Regions from separate parts of the Hordeum vulgare genome. Here regions 1 and 3 are each linked to region 2. Evidence: chromatin contacts called from public Hi-C data. All regions are on one chromosome and are shown on one strand. The core of a region is the stretch at or near the end of the contact, and the rest is flanking DNA. Distances in the headings are between cores, read along the strand shown. Region 1 holds the start of LOC123401465 (AP-2 complex subunit mu). Region 2 holds the start of LOC123402197 (probable protein phosphatase 2C 26). Region 3 has its middle 210 kb from the start of LOC123401658.

Region 1 (5,086 bases), core at 2,451-4,950, 450 kb after region 2:
CAACAGTCTAGTCATCTTCTAACGTCGTGCCTTCAATCGCCGGCGAGGATCGCCAGAATCCTCCTCTTTGTTTCCGCCCTCACGCGCGGAAGAAGAGGACGAACCCGACACGTGGTCCCACCTGTCGGTGAGGCAACTAATCCCTCCTGCAGTGCACCTCGATCCCACTTAGAGTTCTACTAGACGATTATTCGGGTGATTCCAGGCATCGGGAAGTTAAGCTGGTGTGTGCGGGTCAGGTGTGTTTTCAACCCAAAGACCATAATCGGAATTAATCAATGACTCAGACTGACTACAGAAATACGTTACTTGTGGGTACAGAGTACCCCTCTGTAGAGTGTAATATCTATTCGGATAGCTGTGTCAGCGGTTAAGGACTATAGTGTGGGATAGGTCAAGTATCGGTCTTAGCATTGGCCTTCGGAGGAATTAATTTAATAAGGATATTAATCATGAATTATGATGGAATATTATTATTGTCAATTGTTGTGGACTAACCTTTTATCTTATATGAAAATTGTTGAGTATCCCTCGCAGGGTCCTACCACCTAGATACTCATGTTTGTAATTTCAATATAAGCCCTTTATGTGGCATCGCTCGAGACGCCTGACTCTGGGACTTCAGTTATTATTTTGATATAAGCCCTTTATGTGGTGTCCCTCCAAACGCCCGGACTGTGGCACGCATGTTATTATTTTCAATATAAGCCATTTTATGGTGTCGCTTCAAACGCCTAACCGTGGCACTCATGTCATTACTTTTGGTTCAAGCCCTTTATAAGGTGTCGCTCAGACGCCCGACTATGGCCTATTTTGCGTTTGCTTTCAAGGTGTCTCTTCTGACCCAATTGGACCATTTTATTTTATTTTTGGAATCCTTGGGAGACTACTGCCTCATGTTTCTTTTTTTACCTTCCCTTATTACTTATTACTTATATTTTTATCTTACAAATAAATTATCTGGATAATTGCATTCATGAGTTAAATCTTATGACATGTCAGATATTATTAAAGTTTTGGTGCATGCAACTCATCTGCTTTATCACGTCTAATTTTATGATGTTTGTGAGTACATTCAAATGTACTCACTGACTTGTCCCTCGCTATTGTCTTGGCCAGATTGCGTATTTGGAGAGGAGCATAAAGATGACAACCCTGGAACCTAGGCATCGAGGATAGTAGCCACGTGATATAGGAGTTATCCAGGTCAGCTGTTCCTGTGGGAATGGTGATAGACGCTGGAGATCCATGAGTCGCTTCCGCCATCCGTCACTATTTTTTTTGTACTCCATAAACCTTCATGGTATTGTACTCAAAATTTGTAAATTGCTTGGAATTATGTATCAAGAAAGTGTCCACCAGTGAACAGTAATCCTGAGGTTGGTGATGGCATACTTTTCATTTGCTGGGAATTTTATATCCCAGAAAACCAGCCCTGACAATATCTCATCTTTACTATGACAATGATCATGCAGGCATCCACACATTATCATTCGGTTTATTGTGGACAGGTAACAACTTCATATCCTAGTTCATTATTATTTCAATCGGGCAAGCAGATGAAGATTCTTTCTCCTCTTCTCTTTTAGATATTCAATATTCTTGAAGCATTTTTGGTCTCCTATCATTGGGGCATGTTTAAGAGCATCACTTCACTTTTTAAGTGATCTGCTAGTTAAACATGGATCTCATGAGAACTCATTTTACAAAGCAATTTTAAACTTTAGAGGGTTCATTTATTTTTCTGCTTGCCCTATTGTAAATTGAACCTTCAATGAACTAGCATATATAGTTATTTCTTGTCCTTTCAAAACCTTCACAATTGCAATGTGGAGTACTTATAATCATCATGCATGTAAATATGTGCCACTACTTAGATCACAACTATTATCATGTACGTTCCCAACTAAGCAATAATGATCCCACACATCAATACATCCAAATACTCATCGAAAGGACCATCCCTTATTCAAAAGAGAAATTGACAATTCAATCTTAACTAAAAAGAACTTATAACCTAATTTCAACTTGCGGGAAAGAAATGCAGAAAGGTAAAGATACAAAGTGCACGTGAATCCCCCAATCTTACAATCAAGCCCGGGAGATTGAAGCACTTAGTATTTAATGCTCACTCGTAGTACCCTTGCAGGCGGTGAAGATGTTCATGAACCGTCCCTTCATCTCCTCAATCACGGCGTGTTGATCCTCTACAATATGAGTCAAGACCCTCTTCAATCATGTTGCCTACGAAACCTTCTCCAACTCCTTGATGAGGCATTTAATCGATTTACCGTCTAATTTTCGATGGAAAAAATTTAACGTTTTCAATTTTCTATATTCATAATTTCATATGTAGAAGTTTAAATGCGTTAACAGTTCTCAGCTATAATTAATGATCTCTTACTTGTATTGAATGTTCCATCTTTTTTATGCACTAAAGTGTGTTAGGGGTCACTCACGCGATCTAGAAGTCCCAAATACTCTAGGGTCTCGCTTGTTTTTGACTGGGTCAAGGTGGCGATATGACACATTTCTTTTATTGTCTGCTTTGCTACAAAATAGATGCCCTCATTGACTGGTATGCTATGAATGAGATGCCAACATTATTTTGTATGAAAGGAAAACGCTATACATGAACAATGCACCCACAAACAATAAATATGATAAGAATATCTTTTATTTATGTTTCCTTTTCTTGTTTGTTATGTTCTTGTTAACTCCTTTTTCTTTTCTTTCCGCCCCCATTAGGACTATCGGGGATTGCATCTAAAAACATTTAATCTTTTATGATCTTTCTGCCTAGTGTTTCTTGAGACACTAGAAGCTAGGGCCTCCCTTCCCCGTTTCATCAAAAAGGAAAAATATATCATATTAAAAGGTAGGGGCCTTCTCTCGCGATTCTCTAAAAAATAGAACATGGCCAAAATCTTCAATTATTAATACTACCTTCAAATCCTCCACTACAATCACTCGGAAAGGCGAAGATCAGTTAATTAACCTTCATGAATCATTGCATAAAGGTTGCCATTGATAGAATAGAGATCTACATATGACAGATCTAGAGATGACAATGAGAAAGATATGGATGGATATACCCCCTTCTTCCTGAATGAACATAAATTGGCACGCATGCCTCTTCACCTTGGGTATCCGACGGGTGTAGCATTTTCAGCATGAAAAAGGATAAATGAGTCTAAATTTAATTGATAACGAGTGAGTAATCTAGCACTAATGAGGCATCCTCGTGCATGCATCTGTGTGATGGCGGTACAGATGTGTGTGCTGTGGACGGTTGGAGCTTCGAGGAGTGGTTGACGACGACAAGGAGTACGAGCGGCGGGTGGCTGAAGGGCATGAGCTAGGAGGTGATGAGTCGAGGTTTCACCATTACGAGGAGTCACATAGGACATATGAAGTAACGGGTTCGTAGCCGCGGGCATGTGAGGTACGACTGGTTTCGACAGTCAGGGATTCACGACATTGCACCTCACATGTCTTTTTTTATTATTAATTCTTTTTTATGTATTTATTGAATTAGATATGAATACCCATGCCTTATTCATATCTATTTTTTCTACAACAAAATCATTTTACATGTTTTGTGTACCAGTAGAGCAGTGGGACCAAGACGCAACGCAACACGAAGTCAGAAGTCAAGTCACCAACCGAAGGCGAAACCACGCAAATACGGAAATACGGCGTCCGGGGAGGTCCATTCTGGAAAACACACACGAAAAAGCGCTCCTGGACGGGGAAGACGACCTGGTGCTCGTCCCTCCCTTCCCCGAGATCTACCAAAAACCCGCGCCCCGTCAATCCCGTTCCTCCCCCTCACCGTCCGGCGAGCCCCGAGCACACCAGATCGCCCGCGTAGCTGGCGGCGCACCGTGGAGCCGCGCGCCAGTTAAGGGTGTTGGTCCCAGGCGCTTGAGCGGGGCGCGGGCGACGCGGAGACGATGCCGGTGGCGGCGTCGGCCATCTACTTCCTCAACCTTCGCGGGGACGTCCTCATCAATCGCCTATACCGCGACGATGTCGGGTGCGTGTTGCAGCACCCCCTCCTCCCCTCCCTGGCTCCCTGGGTTTTGAGTGGTAGATCTGAGGCCCCAGGATCCATTGATTCCGGCCATAACCTGTAGTTATGTAGATCGCTAGAAGGGTGGCAGGTAGCTCGTGAATTTCGATTGCTTTCGTTGAGTGACATGTGAAATCCTGCGAGGAGTGCAGTTGACAGCCACTCTTTCGGTGGTTGGCTCGTTGCGCACTGCAATTTGCCCATTGTCTTGGTTGTGGCGTTCCTTAGTGATTTGAATTTGGAATGCGTGTTCCATTCTCTGCCCTGAGGTTGTGGCGCCTACATAATTCCAGCATGGAGTAAAGAGATTGCTCACTGAGTAGGATATGTATTCCATCTAGGATGGTTCAAAGGAGGTTATCCTCTAGTCATATCTGATCATAGCAAGTGAACAACAATAAAAAAGAGAGTCCATACTAGTTCTTTTTTTCCCATTTTGAACTCGTAGTTTTGATGAGTGAGGCACTTTGGACAAGAAAAATTGCTGCATAGCTCATTTCATCTTTTCCAATGGGCTTTGACAGTAGTTAGTAGTCACATAGTTCTGTAGTTGAAATTTTACTTCTACTGCAGCATAAGCGGCAAGCCAGCTAACTTTGAAATAGTAACTGTCGGATTGAAATTAATTATAAATATTAACTCTCGCACCATAGATTTCCAAGAGGCCTTGGAAAGACCGGCAGAAGTTATTAAACATCTTGTAATATTCCTGAAAACTGCAATTTTGTATACTTGTACTAACAAAGTGCATGTGCGTTGCAACAGATCTGCAATGGACTAATACATGTTCACAACTTGAAAAATCTCACCCTGGTTTCGGTATTGTATATATATAAAAATATTTGGTTTTCACCCAAAGAGGCCAAGGGGTTTTCTGAAATGTTGGAGCAGAGTGGCAAGTGTCTTATTGGCTTATTGCAAAAATGCCACAACTTGACTTGCATGCGTTAGATGCAGATCGAATGGGTCTTTTATAGGAGTAGAGATAATAGCATTGGTACCAATAAAAAT
Region 2 (5,035 bases), core at 1,301-3,800:
AGGAGGCCGTAGAGGCGGAGTTGCACGCTGCTCCAGAGCCGGTACACGTGACCGACATTCCCTGGAGCCTTAACCGCGTCTTGATGGAGGTGTCGAGCTTGAGGCACGAGGGGACTATCATGGACCTCAGCTTGACGGCAACGTCCAGGCCACGGGCTGTGACGAGGAAGAATATGTCATGAGGGACTGCAACGCCTCAAGTCCCGTGAGTCGGTCCGTGTCCCATGTCCTACCCCTCCTTGCTGACGACCACATCTTCACTCCAGGGGGCTCTACTGACATGATGGAGGTGTCGAGCTTGAGGCACGAGGGGACTATCATGGACCTCACATTGACGGCAACGTCCAGGCCACGGGCTGTGACGAGGAAGAATAGGTCATGAGGGACTGCAACGCCTCAAGTCCCGTGAGTCGGTCCGTGTCCCATGTCCTACCCCTCCTTGCTGACGACCACATCTTCACTCCAGGGGGCTCTACTTACAGTAGAATATGGACATGGACATGGAGGTGAGCGAGGCGACCAAGATTTAGATTAGATTTTACGTTGCATGTAATTGTGCGTCTTTGATGATTCGATAATAAGTTATCCGGTTGTGAAAAAAGGCATTTGAGATGTAATGAGGACGCTACCACAAATGTTAGACAAGCCAAATTAGCTATATTGCAACTGTAGGTATTCTTACCACACCATAGTGCACTCCTACTTAGAACGTATCCTCTCCGTGTAATTTATACTCCCTCCGTTTCTGAATACAAGTCTTTTTAGATGTTTCAATAAAAGACTACATATAAATGTATATAGACACATTTTAGAGTGTAGATTCACTCATTTTACTTTGTATGTAATCTTCTTATGAAATCTCTAAAGAGATTTATATTTAGAAACGATGGAAGTAATACTCTATGAGTATGGAGGAATTATCCGACAAAATATCATTGAATTTGATTTGATAAAAGTGACTACGAAACACATGTGATAAGGCCAATGCCGGCACATGACCCGACGGGCGTCCGCTTTATGTCCGTTTGGGGTCAATTTGGACGGACGGCATGGGAGCGGACATACGTTTGACGCTTCTGCGCCCAACATGCTCGAGCAGCCCTGATCCCAAACGGTCCGCCTAGCTCGGCCCGCCTCGTCGCAGCACCTGCCCCGTTCGCCCAGCTCGTGTCGCCTCGCTGCAGGAGCCGTCCCGCCCGGTCAGCTCGAGCCGCTTCGACGCAGTGTCGTCCAGCCTGTGCAGCCCGCACCGCTCGCCCCACCTGCCGCTCGCCCTCTCGCCTTGCTACTAGGCCGTGCTCTGCTCGACCACCGCGCGACGCTCTAGTCGCCCTCGCCACACCCTGTCCACAGCTCGCCCGCCATCACCGTCGCCTACTGTAAAACGGACGCCTCGCCCCTTCCGTCCTCCGGCAACAGCTTGCCCGCGCCACCCCCGCATGCTCACCCGACACCGACGTGGCTGCGCGCATGTCGTCCCGCACGACGACCGAGCTATAGAGCGCGCGAGAGGGGCGGGGCGAGCTGCCGCGACGGGGCGTGCGGGGCGTGCGGGCGCGACGAGCTGGCGCGCAAGGCAGCCGTGCGAGGCGTGCACATCCAGAGCAGGGCCGCGGGGGTGGCGAGCAGCGCGACACGCGGCGAGCTGGCGCGGCCTGCACGGTGGCCCGCGGACATGCGGGCTAACTAGCGGGCCGCAGACGACGGGCAGCGGGCGGAGCATGGCAGCGGCTAGCTGGCGGAGCAGGTTGTGGTGTGGGGAGCGCCGTGGCTGGCATGGAGAAGGAGAGGCCGTCGGGGCTGGGGCGTGGGTCACTGATTTCTGGGCCACAGACGGAGAGAGCGACCAGAGCGTCCGCTTCTGTCCGTTTCAGACGTATTTGTGGCTGAAATTTGTTCCAGGTTTGGAATCGGAACTGATAAAAACGAACATCTCAGGATCACTTTGTCCGTTTGGGTATTGCCGTTGGGTAAATTTTTGACTCAAACGTATCCGAACGAACAGAACGTTGTCGCGCGTTGACGTGGGCCTAAATCTTCACATGTTTACACCGGAGTAGTTTACACTGTGATCACAACGGATAAAGCCACTCTTGAAAAACGCTGGGTGATTCACATGGGATGCCTCCTCGTTCCCGTTGTAACTGTAATCTTCCTCTCTCCCCTCCCCATTGCCTTTGCCCTCGCGTCGCTACACTTTTGAAATACCCGCTCCACCCAGGAGAGGAGAGGAGCCAGGAGTCGTCGCCCCAAGTTCAAAGCCGGCCCCGCCAAAGCCATCCAATTTGCGGAGACGGGCGCCCACGTCGCGCCGCGCGGATTCACGCGCCTGCCTTCGCCCTCGGCGGTGGAGTGGAACGGAGTCCCGTCCCCCGTAATTAACCCCGACCGGCGTAGGCGATTCCCAGGGCGCAACGTTGACCCCCGTCCCGCTCTCCCACCCCACCCCACCCACCATCCCTCCTCCACGTCACGGGTCTCGCTCCCTCCGCCCTGCCGCCGCGCCGCTCGTCCTGCCCTGCTCCACGGCGCCGCAGGCGCGGACAAAACACGCCCACTCCGCCATACCGGCACCACCTGACAGGTTCCTCCCCAGCCCCGGACGTTTTCCCGGCCCGGCCCCTGGAGGAGCGCCGGAGCGGGCGGACGGGTCCTCGTGACACACACACACACACACAGTCGCTGCCAAATTCGGATGTCAAATTTGCGTTTTTCGCACTTACGCCAACGCTAAGTCTCCTCTACTCTCGCCTCGCCTTTGTTAGTGTGCACATCACTGACAGGAGTGAGCATAGAAAACTCCCTCCCTCTCCCTCTTCTCAACGCTCTGCCCCAATCCCCCACACCCCACACACCTCCGGCCCGGCCACCCCCAATCTCGCCTCCCTCGCCCCCAATCCCTCCCCGCTCCGGCTGGATCCTGCGCCTCCGCTGGATCCCGCCCCGGCGAGATCCCGCCCCCGCGAGATCCCGCGGTCGCAGCTCCACGCCTGCCGCCGCCGCCGCCGCCACCCCCCGTGTCGCCCGCTGCGATGTGCTGCTAAATAAGGTCTGCTCCCTCCCTCCTCGTCGCCGCCTCGCCTTCCTTCTGACCGGGCCGCGGCCAGCGTCGGATGCCATGGGCAGCGGCGCGTCACGGCTGCTTACCGCGTGCGCGTGCTCGCGGCCGGCGCCGGCGTCCGTCGACGCGGAGCCCTGCCTGGACGACGCGCTCGGCCACTCCTTCTGCTACGCGTCCGCTGCCGCATACTCCTCCTCCTTCCGCCACGGCATCTCCGGCGCCGCGCTCTCGGCCAACTCCTCCGTGCCCGTGCCGCTCTACCTCTCCTCCGCCGCCGCCGGGGCTGGCTCCATGCCGCAGAACTACTCCTCTGCGTTCCACACGTCCTCGTCCTTCTCCTCCGCGCCGCTGCAGCTCTCCAACCTCTCCTCGGGGCCCCTGTTCCTCTCCGGGCCCATCGACCGGGGCGCCCAGCTCTCCGGCCCGCTGGACGCCGCCGTGCCCTTCTCCGGCCCGCTCCCCACCAAGCCCACCAAGCGCACCTCCTCCTCGTCCAGAGGGCTCTCCAGCAGGTTCCGGAAGCCATTATTCGGTAGCCTGCGCCGGAGCGTGTCGGAGAAGCACCAGCCGGCGCTCATGGTGCCACTCCGCCAAGACGACGGCGTGCAATGGGCGCACGGACGCGCAGGGGAGGACCGCGTCCACGTGGTTGTCTCCGAGGACCAGCGTTGGCTATTCGTCGGCATTTACGACGGCTTCAACGGCCCTGAGGCCCCCGACTTCCTTGTTGCCAACCTCTACCGCTTCCTCCTACGCGAGCTTCGTGGAATATTCTATGAAGAGGCAGACAGGGATAGCAAGCGGCTGTGGCAGTTCCTCGCCGACGGTGACGATGATGACAATGAACTCGACTTTTCAGGTTCCGGCCGGTTTGCAATGTCGCTTGCCAGGCTCAAGGAGCGGCGGTTCAACATGTGGGCACATGCAGCGGCTGTGGGTGATGATGAAATCAGCAGGGAATGGGGTCCCAAGAAGTTGGAGGCAGCGCCAGCAGTGAGGGATCATGGAGCTGTGCTTGGTGCGCTCACTCGGGCACTGGCCTCGGCGGAGGCAGCATACCTCGACATGACTGACCAATCAATGGGAACCCACCCGGAATTGGCGGTGACCGGGGCATGCCTGCTTGTGGCTTTGGTGAGGGATGATGACGTGTATGTAATGAATCTTGGGGACAGCCGCGCCGTTGTGGCACAACGAGCAGATGATGACCATGGTTGTGGGCTTGGTGCCATGCGGATGGATGACATCGGCGTAGGATTGGAGATCGAGTCAAGGCCTGTCGGATATCCCATGATTGGGCTCGAGGCATTGCAATTGTCTATTGATCATAGCACCAGCATCGAAGAGGTAACTTTGTGCTGACACTGCTTTGCATAAGCAAATCTGCTGACATAACTTAGAATGAGCTTATAGCTTATATACATTTATGTCCTATTGACCTGCTGTTCCACTGTTTATTATGTGTATGCCAGAGCTTCTGTCATTGTTTGTGAGCAATTTGCTCACGTCTGTCAGCAGTAAGGCACTCTAAATGATCAAACTATCACATTATTGTTCTTTTCTGGCTTTACATTCCTATTTCGTAGAACTAACCATGGAAATCATTTTATTGTAAATACCTGAAGACTTTAAAGTTGAAACACCAAGGCAATAAAAGGTTTCATGTCTTTAAGAAAAGATCATGTTATCCTTGATGCCTTAGTTTCAGTTGGTCAGAGTCACACCCATTTCTTTCATCATTTCGTCATTTGCTGTTAGGTTCCATTTCCATTGCCCTTATTTCTCTTGTAAATTTGTCAATGGAAGCAGTTGGTCATTTTAGACCTCGCACTATTTATGCCTATGAATTCATAATATTTGTTTTGATATGCAGGAAGTCCAGAGGATCAAACGTGAGCATCCAGATGATGATCAGTGTATCGTAAATGACAGAGTAAAGGGCCGTTTAAAAGTTACCCGAGCATTTGGTGCCGG
Region 3 (4,968 bases), core at 1,233-3,732, 270 kb before region 2:
GAGTGGGCCCCGAGATACCTCTCCGTCATACGAATCCCATTCTTGATCCATGATAACTCAACGGACACCTTCGGAGATACCTCTAGAGCACCTTTATAATCACCTAGTGACGTTGCGACATATGATACACACAAGTCATTCCTTCGGTGTTAGTGAGTTACATGATCTCATGGTCATAGGAACGTATACTTGACATGCAGAAAACAATACCAACAAAATGACACGATCACATGCTACATTTATAGTTTGGGTCTTGTCCATCACATCATTCCCCTAATGATGTGATCCTGTTATCAATGACAACACTTGCCTATGGCCAGGAAACCTTAACCATCTTTGATTAACGAGCTGGTCAACTAGACGCTCACTAGGGATATTGTTTTGTATATATATCCACAGATGCATTTGTGTTTCCATTCAATACAATTATAGCATGGATAACAAACGATTATCTTGAAACAAGAAATATAATAATAACTATTTTATTGTTGCCTCTAGGGCATATTTCCAGCAACAACATTGGAGCACGACACCCACCAATTCAACCAAGAAACGGGAGGAGGCAGATGTGAAAGAAACAACCAAGAAAAATTTATTGATTCTCATATCTTGGTTGAAGTGCAGCATGGATTCAAATCTAGAATGAACCTCATCGTCCACCTTGAGACCAGGTGCAAAGGCCCAATGAAGGATGTTGGTCATCTTGATCCGAAGGGCGCCTAGTAGCCTCCATGAGCGGCAAGTGCTGGTGGTGGGTGAGAGGTGGGAGTTGCCATGGGAGAGGGCTAGTGGTGGGAGTCCCCATCGATGATAGCCCACAAAGATAGTCTTTAACCTTGGGACACACGTTTCCCTGAAGCTCCCAAGCGGTTTTGGGAAGCTTCTTGTCTATTTTTTTTCTCATTTTTCGGCCTAGTTTCCGTACGGTTTGCCTTCTTTATTTTTCATTGTTTATATTTTATATTTTATACTTTTTTCAAATAAATGGACTTTTACCAAATTCACAAACTTTGTAAAATTCATATTTTTTTAAATGTTTTGAACTTTTCTTGAATCCATGGTTTTTTCATATTTCATGTAATTTTTAAAAAAATTAACAAAAAATAACTTTGTGATTTTCTTAAAATTCATTAAATTTTCCTGAATTCGTGAATTTTTTAAAAATTTGTGATACTTTGAAGTCAAGATGGGAACGGGCCGGGTTGGCCCGCCGGGTCACTGACCCGGCCCAAAAAGTCAAGGGGTTGGCCTTGAATCATATATGGGTGAGTGGAGCCGGCACCATGTGACCAGACGGGTCAGACATGTCGACCCATCTGAACCAATGAGACACAAAACAGCAAGCATGCATATATATATATATATATATATATATATATATATATATATATATATATATATATATATATATAGTCTAAATGGGTCACTACGTGAGGCCATTGATATCCTTGTGTTACAGCATCTAAAGTTCTGAATCAAGGACGCACGAACAACGTGCATGCATGCATACATATAGGCATATTGCATAGTGTGCATGCATACATATATGCATATTGCCGCGGCGAGTGCACTATGGCTAATTATTTCCCTAACGAGGCATCTAATAATGTGTAGATCTGCGGACAAGATGATTTAAAAAATCAAGAGAGGACGAGGGCGGGATGAGTAATACAAGAGGACACCAAGCGTGAGTAAAAAAATGCTAAATTTTGGGTCGGCCTCATGTATCCAGTGGGTCACTCAGGCCAGAAAATTCTAATGAAATGGGTCGACCCATGGCTTGGCATATTGACCTTGGGGCCATGGGTCAGGTCCAAGGCGAGGTTCGGGTCGACCCATTTCCATCTTGACTTTTAAGTTCATGACTTTTTTCAGAAATTGTGATTTTCTTTGGAAAATATAACTTTTTCTAAATATGCTTTCGCTCAAATACGCAAACATTTTCCAAATTCAAGATTGTTTTTAAAAAAATTCAAGAACTTACTTCATATTCTTTAATTATTTTCTAAAATTCCTGAACCTTATCTAATTCATGTTTTTCTCAAATCCATGGCTTTTGCTTTTTAAGTTTTATGAACTTTTTAATTTCTTTGCAAGCATTTTTCTCTATTTCTTGAACTTTTTTATTTTATGATTTTTATTGTGTGATTTTTCTTTTTTGTTAACTGGTTTTCTAATTCTTTGATCTTTTTAAATTGTTAAACTTTTTCTAAAGTAAGGGGTCAGCTGGTCCATTTGACAGTGGTCAGCAGTGAAAGTCATCCACTTAAACTGTCTACGCCGATTGAAAATCACGAACCAATCAAAGAAATAGTTCTACTGAGTCGCCTTTTTTTCATGAATATGCAAGATTGCGTATCTTTTCATTGATAGAAAGACAGGTGAAGAATCCGGCGCTAAAGGCAGATCATGGAGTATCCTGTCCAGCCCGACCTTCATACACAGTACAAAGATCCAGTCCATGATACGCCCAATCCGCATCACAGTGCGGGCGGAAACAACATGACCTCCTATCTGCCGCATTCTACGACAGAATGTCGGGGCTTTGCACAAGGCAGTCCTCCAACTAGGTCAGCCCATGTGGAAGCTAGGACCAGTGTAAAAATCCAGAAAAATGAGAAGCAAAAGTAGGATTCAAATTCACGATCCCGTCATTGTATACATAGACAGCTAGCCACTATGCTTATTAGTGTTCCTGGTTAATAGGCAACGAGGATACTTTAGAACTAGCTACCTGGGCACATTGGATTTTTCTTATAATTTCTAGAGAATTCTGAATATTTTCCAAAAAAAAACAATTTTTTTTATGAACACGCATGAGTTTTAAAAATTTGGGAATAGTTTTCAAATTGTAATCAAATTTAGAAACCATTTTTCTAAATCCAGGAACATTTTTGAAAAATCAGAACAATTTTAATAAACATGAACAATTTATAAAAAAATGAATAATTTTACAATTTCGGAATCAAATTTTAAAAAATATATATATTTTTAGAAAATTGTGAACAAATCTTGGAAAATTGAAATATTTCTAAATGCCAGAATTTATTTTGACACTCATATTTGTTTCTAGAAAATGTGAAGCAATATATGAATTCGTGAACAAATTTTGTAAACGGAACAATTTTGGAATTTATGAATAAATTTTGAAAACAGAACAGTTTTTAAAACTCCAAACACTATTTAACAATCACGAACGAGTTGTGCAGAAATGTGATTTTTTTATTTATTAACAAAAATTACAATGCACACATTTTCTAATTTGTGAAAATATTGATAATAGAGTTTTTTAAACTAACTGGACAAATTAGAAAACGGAAATATTTTATTAATTTCGAACTTTTTTTGAGAAACGCAAACAATATTCGGTAACCCCGAACATGTTTTGAAATTCCAAACATGTTTTTCCAAATTAGGGAACACTTTTCATTATTTTGAATGAAATTTTTAAACAGGTACAACTTTTTGAAGGAAATGAAAACAGAAAAGAAAAAACAAAAAGTATAACCAGGACAAAAAAAACGTTCCAAAATACCAGCGAACGAAATGGTTGGGGTACCTTCTAGAGGTTCCAGCTAGTTTCTTTTTGGTTTTCGGAAATTTATAGAAGGTTCCCTGAACTGGATTTGTTTTCTTTTTTATTGATTTATTCATTTTTTTGTTTCAAAAATGTTCTACATTTTCACAAAATGTTCTTCAAATAAGATAAATGTTTTTGCTTTTTAAAAATTTGGTCTGGATTTTCAATAAAAGTTCTGTATTTTTCAAAAATATTCTGGAATTTCCATAAATTTTTCTTCAAATTCAAAAAATCTTATTGATTTTTAAGAAAATATTCCAGGATTTTTAAAATGTTCTAGATTTGCAAAAAATATTCGGCATTTCCAAAAATTCTTTTCAAATTCGAAAAATGTTTCTTGTTTTTTTGAAAAATGTTATAAATTTCAAATAGTTGCCATTTTTCCAAAACATTTATAACTTCAAAAAATGTTCTAGATTTGCCAAAAATTGTTCGGGATTTTCAAAATATTATCTAGATTTTCAAAAAAAATCTTCAAATTCCGAAAATGTTTGAAAATTGCTCTTAATTTAAAATTTTGTTTTCGATTTAAATATGTTCTTAAATGTTTAAAAAATTGTTCGTGCTTCCAAATTTGTTTACGTTTTTTCAAAATTGTTCTCGGATTTAAAATTTGTTCTCCAGATTCTAAAATGTTCGTGCTACAAATTCATTCAGGCTTTTAAATTTGTTCTCCATTTTAAAAAATGTTCAAAAATTTTAGCGCTTCCAATTTGTTCGGTTTTTTTTTAAATTGTTCTCCATTTCAAAATTTTGTTCTCAAGATTCAAAAACTGTTCGTGCTTTAAAAAATTGTATGCGCTTAAGTGTTTGTGTTTTCGTTTGTTCCGAATTTGTTCAGGATATTTCAAATTTGTTTTCGTTTTCAAAATTTGTTCTCAAAATTCAGAAATTGTTTGTGTTTTAAAAATTTGTTCACGCTTCCGAATTTGTTCAGGGTTTTTCATAATTGTTCTTCTTTTTAGAATTTTGTTCTCGAGATTCAAAAAATGTTCGGGTTTAAAAAAATTGTTCATGCTTCCAAATTTGTTCACGATTTTTCAAACTTATTCTTGGTTTCAAAGTTTATTCTAAGAATTCAAAAATTGTTCGTGCTTCCAATTTGTTCGCGTTTTTTCAAAATTATTCTCCTTTTTCTAATTTTTGTTCTCAAGATTGAAAAAATGTTCGTCATTTGAAAAATTGTTCGCGCTTCCAAGTTTGTTCACGATTTTTGAAAATTGTTCTAGATTTCAGAAGTTCTTATCAAAATTCAAAAAAATTGGTGCTTTAAAAATTTATTCACACTTTCAAATTTGTTCGGCGTTTTTCATAAAATTTCTTCTTTTTAAAATTTTGTTCTTAAGATTAAAAAAATATTCATGTTTTGAAAAATTATTCATACTTCT

What was found. Hi-C and Micro-C count contacts between places; a contact is called where the count stands out from the background.
Region 1: a Hi-C map of seedling shows a contact between it and region 2, with 2.8 times the contacts expected there. The contact joins the promoter of LOC123401465 here to the promoter of LOC123402197 in region 2. A contact is called at or near these places in 1 of 6 Hi-C or Micro-C datasets (seedling) and 1 of 1 datasets of contacts at active chromatin or transcription factors (embryo).
Region 3: a Hi-C map of seedling shows a contact between it and region 2, with 5 times the contacts expected there. The contact joins the enhancer-like site here to the promoter of LOC123402197 in region 2. A contact is called at or near these places in 2 of 6 Hi-C or Micro-C datasets (leaf and seedling).

Annotation. Positions count from the first base shown.
Region 1 is chr6H:450,345,503-450,350,588 of MorexV3_pseudomolecules_assembly, forward strand. LOC123401465 (AP-2 complex subunit mu) reads left to right here and starts at 3,701. Exons shown (of 13, transcript XM_045095290.1): 1 at 3,701-4,039. The coding sequence starts at 3,957.
Region 2 is chr6H:449,897,048-449,902,082 of MorexV3_pseudomolecules_assembly, forward strand. It overlaps LOC123402197 (probable protein phosphatase 2C 26), which reads left to right and starts at 2,551. Exons shown (of 4, transcript XM_045096075.1): 1 at 2,551-4,408; 2 at 4,935-5,035. The coding sequence starts at 3,119.
Region 3 is chr6H:449,631,694-449,636,661 of MorexV3_pseudomolecules_assembly, forward strand. No RefSeq gene overlaps it. Among protein-coding and RNA genes, the nearest start is that of LOC123401658, 210 kb to the left of the region's middle. Within about 2 kb of position 2,483, at least 2 of the 3 cell types and tissues checked have open chromatin away from gene starts, as enhancers often do. A contact at or near this core is called in seedling, where this site is marked.